2 separate regions of the Sus scrofa genome follow, and region 2 is linked to region 1. Evidence: chromatin contacts called from public Hi-C data. All regions are on one chromosome and are shown on one strand. The core of a region is the stretch at or near the end of the contact, and the rest is flanking DNA. Distances in the headings are between cores, read along the strand shown. Region 1 holds the start of INCA1 (protein INCA1). Region 2 holds the start of SLC25A11 (mitochondrial 2-oxoglutarate/malate carrier protein).

Evidence for each region. A called contact is a pair of places that touch in the nucleus more often than the background predicts.
Region 2: a Hi-C map of liver shows a contact between it and region 1, with 3 times the contacts expected there. The contact joins the promoter of SLC25A11 here to the promoter of INCA1 in region 1. A contact is called at or near these places in 2 of 5 promoter capture datasets (fetal skeletal muscle and liver), 8 of 47 Hi-C or Micro-C datasets (blood, heart right ventricle, liver and 3 more) and 2 of 2 datasets of contacts at active chromatin or transcription factors (alveolar macrophages and skeletal muscle).

Annotation. Positions count from the first base shown.
Region 1 is chr12:51,922,459-51,925,054 of Sscrofa11.1, forward strand. It overlaps INCA1 (protein INCA1), which reads left to right and starts at 1,306. Exons shown (of 6, transcript XM_021067760.1): 1 at 1,306-1,416. The coding sequence starts at 1,308. It overlaps KIF1C (kinesin-like protein KIF1C), which reads right to left and starts at 2,007. Exons shown (of 23, transcript XM_021067761.1): 1 at 1,777-2,007.
Region 2 is chr12:51,969,514-51,972,109 of Sscrofa11.1, forward strand. It overlaps SLC25A11 (mitochondrial 2-oxoglutarate/malate carrier protein), which reads left to right and starts at 1,281. Exons shown (of 8, transcript XM_021067766.1): 1 at 1,281-1,542; 2 at 2,145-2,297; 3 at 2,384-2,590. The coding sequence starts at 1,448. RNF167 (E3 ubiquitin-protein ligase RNF167) reads right to left here and starts at 1,298. Exons shown (of 10, transcript XM_003131906.4): 1 at 985-1,298; 2 at 344-847; 3 at 181-261. The coding sequence starts at 427.

The DNA.
Region 1 (2,596 bases), core at 56-2,555:
CAGTTCTGGCTGCCACCGGCCCTCGTAGGAGGAGCCCCATCCTACACTTGGGGCCTGGCCACGCCAGCTGAGGCTGTGGGGGAAACCCTGGTTGTGGGGGAAGAGCGGTTAGGAGGCACCTGTGGCTCCAGAGGTGTGCCTGGGCTTCCAGGGTTGGAGGGCAACGGGCAGGGGGTATGTTCGCAAAGGTAAGGATAGCTGCCCTCTGCAGCAGCCAAATGCCATGTGGATCCAAGGGCAGGGAGGGTGATATTTTTATTCCTCGTCACTCACAAGTGCACTGACCGTTCAGATAGAGAAGAGAGAGAGAGAGAGAGGCTGGACAGAGGGCAATTCAGAGAGAGGGACACATGGGCCGAGACACTGAGGGTGGTGGGAAGCGGGAAGAGGAGGGGCCAAAAGTCCCAGACACCAAGAAAACGGGAGAGACAAGAGAGAAGGCAAGACAGAGGTCATGCTAGGAAAGAAAGAAGGGGCGACGAAGAGGACAGCAAACACAGAAGTGTTCAACGGGAAGGGAAAAAGCACAAACTGGGAGCCCAGAAGAGAAAGCAGATGAGAGAAAACCCCAAGCACAGGACCTGCCTCAAAATTCCCCCACAGGGCCAGCCAAGGAGAAGGAGACACCAGCTCGCACCGAGGGCCCCAAACCTCCACAGAGAGGGCAAGACTGCTAAGGGGCAAAGTCCACAGGCTAGAGGGACAGCCCAGAACTGGGATCCACAGGGCCTGCCTGCAAGCCCCAAACCCCTTGCCCAGCCCCCAGCACTTCCTCCTCAGGATCCAGCACAATGGGCAGGGGAGGGTGGGGTCATCCTGTAAGCATCCAACCAAGCCCCAGGGCTCCTCGGTTGCGGGATCCAGGATACCTACGGTTTATGGGAGGGAGGGCACCTGAGGATCCCCGGAAGAAAGAATGAAGGAAAGCAGGCAGTCCCAGCTCCAGCCTGGGGCTAGTGCTATGGCGTCCACTGGGCTGGGGAAGGTGCCAGGCTAGAGCCCAGGAATGTGGGTGATCGGGTGCCCACACCCTGGGAGGAGAGGCTGAGCAGCCCACGCCCACGGACAGCAGGGTGGAGGGTTGGGAAGAGAGATCAGGGATGCTGGGCCCCCTTCTGTGGTCCCAAAGGACCTCAAACCCTTGTCATACTGAGCCTCACCTCACCAGCCTTCCTGGCCAGGGCATGGGAGGGGTGGGAGAGCTGGTCTGTCCCAGGACAGGAAGGGAGTAGTGGAAACCAAAGAGGCCTTCTCAGGAAGAACAGCCCTGACCCCCAGACCCTGACCAGGAGAGGGAAGGGACACTGATGGGGACACGCAATGGTGCCGCCCGCGCGGCTAATGGGGCAGGGAAAGGGGTAGCACTGCTGGAGGACGGCGGATTAAGGACTAAGGCAGAGGTACAGGGTTCGGCCGGTGAGTGTAAAGGCGCAGTGGGGTACAGGGAGAAGTCCCGGCTGGAGTGAGGCCGAGTGACCAGAAAGGGGGGGCCTCGGGCCACCTGCACCTTACCCGGCCAGCAGGTTTCACACAGAGCCCCCCCCCTCCCGGCCTTTCCGGGCGGCCATGAGGACCCTGTCCTCCTGTCCAGCCAACCGACGGCCGCCCCGGGCCTGGCACCTCTCTGCGCCTCCGCGGGACAAACAGCACATGATCCAAGCTCTCGCGGCCAGCCGGCCCCCGCCGGGTAGTGCAAACCGGGACCCCGGCTCCCCGCCCCCCAGCTCCGCACATTCCTTCGCGGGTGTCCCCTCCCTCGCCCCCCCCAACTCTCACCTCGTCGCGGCGGGGCTCCCCAAGAGGCTGGGGAGAATGCAAAGGGAACAAACTTTCCGGGAAGCGTGAAAGGGGAGCGGAGGTGATCCGGGGCCGGTTCGGGGCTGCCCCCGCCCCTCGCCGGGTCCCCGGGCGGTGGGCGGCGGACTCACGCCCCGGGGGCGACAGCAGTAGCGGCGCCAGCGGCCGGCGCCCGCCCGGGCAGCGCGAGCTGGGGCGGGAGCGAGGGGCGGGGGACAGGGGGCGCGCGCCCGCGCGCGCGCGCCGTCCCGAGGAGGGTCTGGGAGTGACTCGGAATGCTGTTAAAGGGGCAATGCCCTCGAGATCGCGGGGCCCACCGGGCGGAGATGGGAAAACTGAGTTGCGGACGCGGAAGGGCGAGCAGGATGCCAGTACGCTGGAGGGTGGCCAGCACCCGAGGAGCCGGGAAATGTGGGGTCGAACCCCGCAGGGCACCCAGGCCCCGGACCCGCGCACGCCGCCGCCGTCGGAGGCGCGCAAAGGGGGCGGAACCTCCCTCCGGGCCCCACCCAGGAGGTGGTTCGGCGCAGGCCCCGCCCCCAGGCGCGCGCCGCTGACCGGCTCCGCCCTCATCTCCAGTCACCGCCTCGCTCCTCCCCCGCGCCCGGCGTATCGTTCTAGAATTCGCCGCGCCGCTGCCTCAGGTGCCGGGGCCAAGTGTACTCAGCGGCGGCACGGCCACCCGGGCGCTTCGTCTCTGCCTGGCCCTCACGATTGACAGGCCCCTCAGGCCCGTGGCGCCCTCTCGGGCCCAAGCCGCCCCCTCAGGCCTGGGTGCCCTCTCAGGCCCAGGCCACCC
Region 2 (2,596 bases), core at 31-2,530, 47 kb after region 1:
TTCAGTCTCCTTCATAAGGCTCAGAGTTCTAGGAGTAGACTTTGTCTCCTCCCTCCGATTCTGGATTCCACCAGGCCAGATGTGCTCTTGCGCTAAGTTCCTAACTTGACTCTTCTACCTCCAGCTTCAATCATCCAAGAGGGAAAATTTTGGGAAACAGGAAAAAGGGAAGAAAATCACCTGAAGTCCCTCCTGGCTCAAGGCAGCCCCAAAGAGAGCTGGGAGGTCTGCAAAGTCCATGCTGGCATTGTGGTCCGAGATCTGCGGCAAGAGTCCATGTCTCTCCTTTAGCCTGCAACCTCTCCCCTTCAGCGCCCTTCCCCCATCTGCCCCTCAGACTCACCGCTCGAATAAGCCCCTGGCTGGGGGCCACTCCCCACAGCACAGTGGCCACAACCACAGGAAGCGGGAAGGCCGCAGGGTGCATGGCAGCGGGAGGGGAGAGGCGGAGGAGGCCGCGTCCCGATAGCAGGAGCAGAAGCGGAGTTCTGCGCCCTCTCTGGCCCTTCCTCAGGGTCCCAGGGGTCCAACCACCCCCAGGTCCCCCTTCTCAGCTACATGGGGACGAGGGGAAGGACCCCCGACTCGGGGAGTGAGATAGCCAACCCCCTTAGTGGAGCCGGGAAGGCGACACTAAAAATACCCTTTTCTGGTATAGGAATAAAACGGGGGAAAGGAACAGAAGCAAGCCCAGGTGACAGAAAAACTTCTGGAAGGGTGGGGGGAGATCACGGAGGTGGGACTTCCGGCCAGGTGGGCCGTATTCCCATTCCCTGTAAGAGGGTTTCCGGCAAAGAAGGTCAGGCCGCTTCCAGCATTGGACGCTCCAGACGAAGGACTTCCGGTCCTAAAAGTCCGGTTAAAAGAAAAGATTAGAGGTGAGAGGAGTGCCTGTACAGACGAAAGGAGCACCGAAGCCCCAGGCAACAGCTTGGTTGTTTCCCCTCTAGTGCCCAGGATCCTGCAACTGGCTGGCTTACAAACCTCTCCGCCTCCCTCTGGCCGCCGCCACTGCCGCCGCCGTATCTTCACGTCTCGCGAGAGTTCTCCCACACACATCCCTCCCACCTGCTGAGAGCTTCCCGTACCTACCGCGAGGGACTGCCTAACTCGGGCTAGTCTAAGCTCACGAGATCTCGCGAGATCTTCAGAAACCCTCTTCTCTGTGTTCCCGCGACTCCAATTCGATAAAAATTGCACCTATGCTCTGGCTTCCTAAATCAGCCACACCCCTTCCCGCACCCATTCTGGAAGCTCCTCCTTCAGCTCCGCCTTACTCCCGGCTGCCCTTGCGCTCGCGCCTGCGCCAACTTCCAGCTAGCGCTGGACCTGAGAGCCGGAGGGGTGTGCGCGCGCGCCCTCGCCCCTGTTGCGCGCGCAGTGTCACCTTGGGCGCGAGCGGGGCCGCGCGCGCACGGGACCGGGAGCCGAGGGCCATTGAGTGGCGATGGCGGCGACGGCGAGTCCCGGGGCCGGTGGGATGGACGCGAAGCCCCGTACCTCCCCTAAGTCGGTCAAGTTCCTGTTTGGGGGCCTGGCCGGGTAAGCTCAGGCCCCAGGGATGGGACAGGAGGAGGAAAGGACGGATGCAAGCAACCAGGCCCGGCTCATCTTTGGATCTGTTAGAGTGAACCGAGCCGGCACGGGGTCAGCGCGGTCCCCGTCGTAGTGCGAGATCCATGATGGGCTACCAGGATCTTTTTACCCATCGCAGGGTCCCTTCTGGGCTGCATGCACGGCTCCTGCCGGGCCGCCTGAGTTTCCCAACCCATTGCTTGGCTCTGAGGGGCTGTTTGGGGTTCCAGGTCATTGCATGGCTCCTGCTGGACAACGTGGGATCCCAGGTCATAAGTGCCCACCTCTCTTCTTTGGGTCCGACTGCATGCAGTCCTGGGATCCCTGCTTGACACCCTTGGAGCTGCATGGAGCACTTTTCTTGCATGGCCCCTACTGGACCCCTGGACTTTTCAGACTTATTGCTCTTGGTACATGTGGAGACTCTTGTACACATGTCCGCCAGCCTCCTAAAACTTGGTCAGTCACATGGCAGACCCTGCCCTTTGTGACCTCTTGTTGCCAGGTTCCAGGGGGCATTGGTAGATCTGGAACACCTGGCACTTGACTCCACCCCTTTCTTTCCCCAGGATGGGAGCAACAGTTTTTGTACAGCCCCTGGACCTGGTGAAGAACCGGATGCAGTTGAGTGGAGAAGGAGCCAAGACACGAGAGTACAAAACCAGCTTCCATGCCCTCACGAGCATCCTGAGGGCGGAAGGCCTGAGGGGCATTTATACAGGGTACTGGGGCCAGATGATGGGGGAGGTAGGGTGTGGGTTGGCAGCTCCAGACCTTGGCTTGATGCACTGACCCTTTCGCTCCCCAGGCTGTCAGCTGGCCTGCTTCGCCAGGCCACCTATACCACCACTCGCCTTGGTATCTATACCGTGCTGTTTGAGCGCCTGACTGGGGCTGACGGTACACCCCCTGGCTTTCTGCTGAAGGCCCTGATTGGCATGACTGCAGGCGCAACTGGTGCCTTTGTGGGAACGCCAGCTGAGGTGGCTCTTATCCGCATGACTGCTGATGGCCGGTGAGT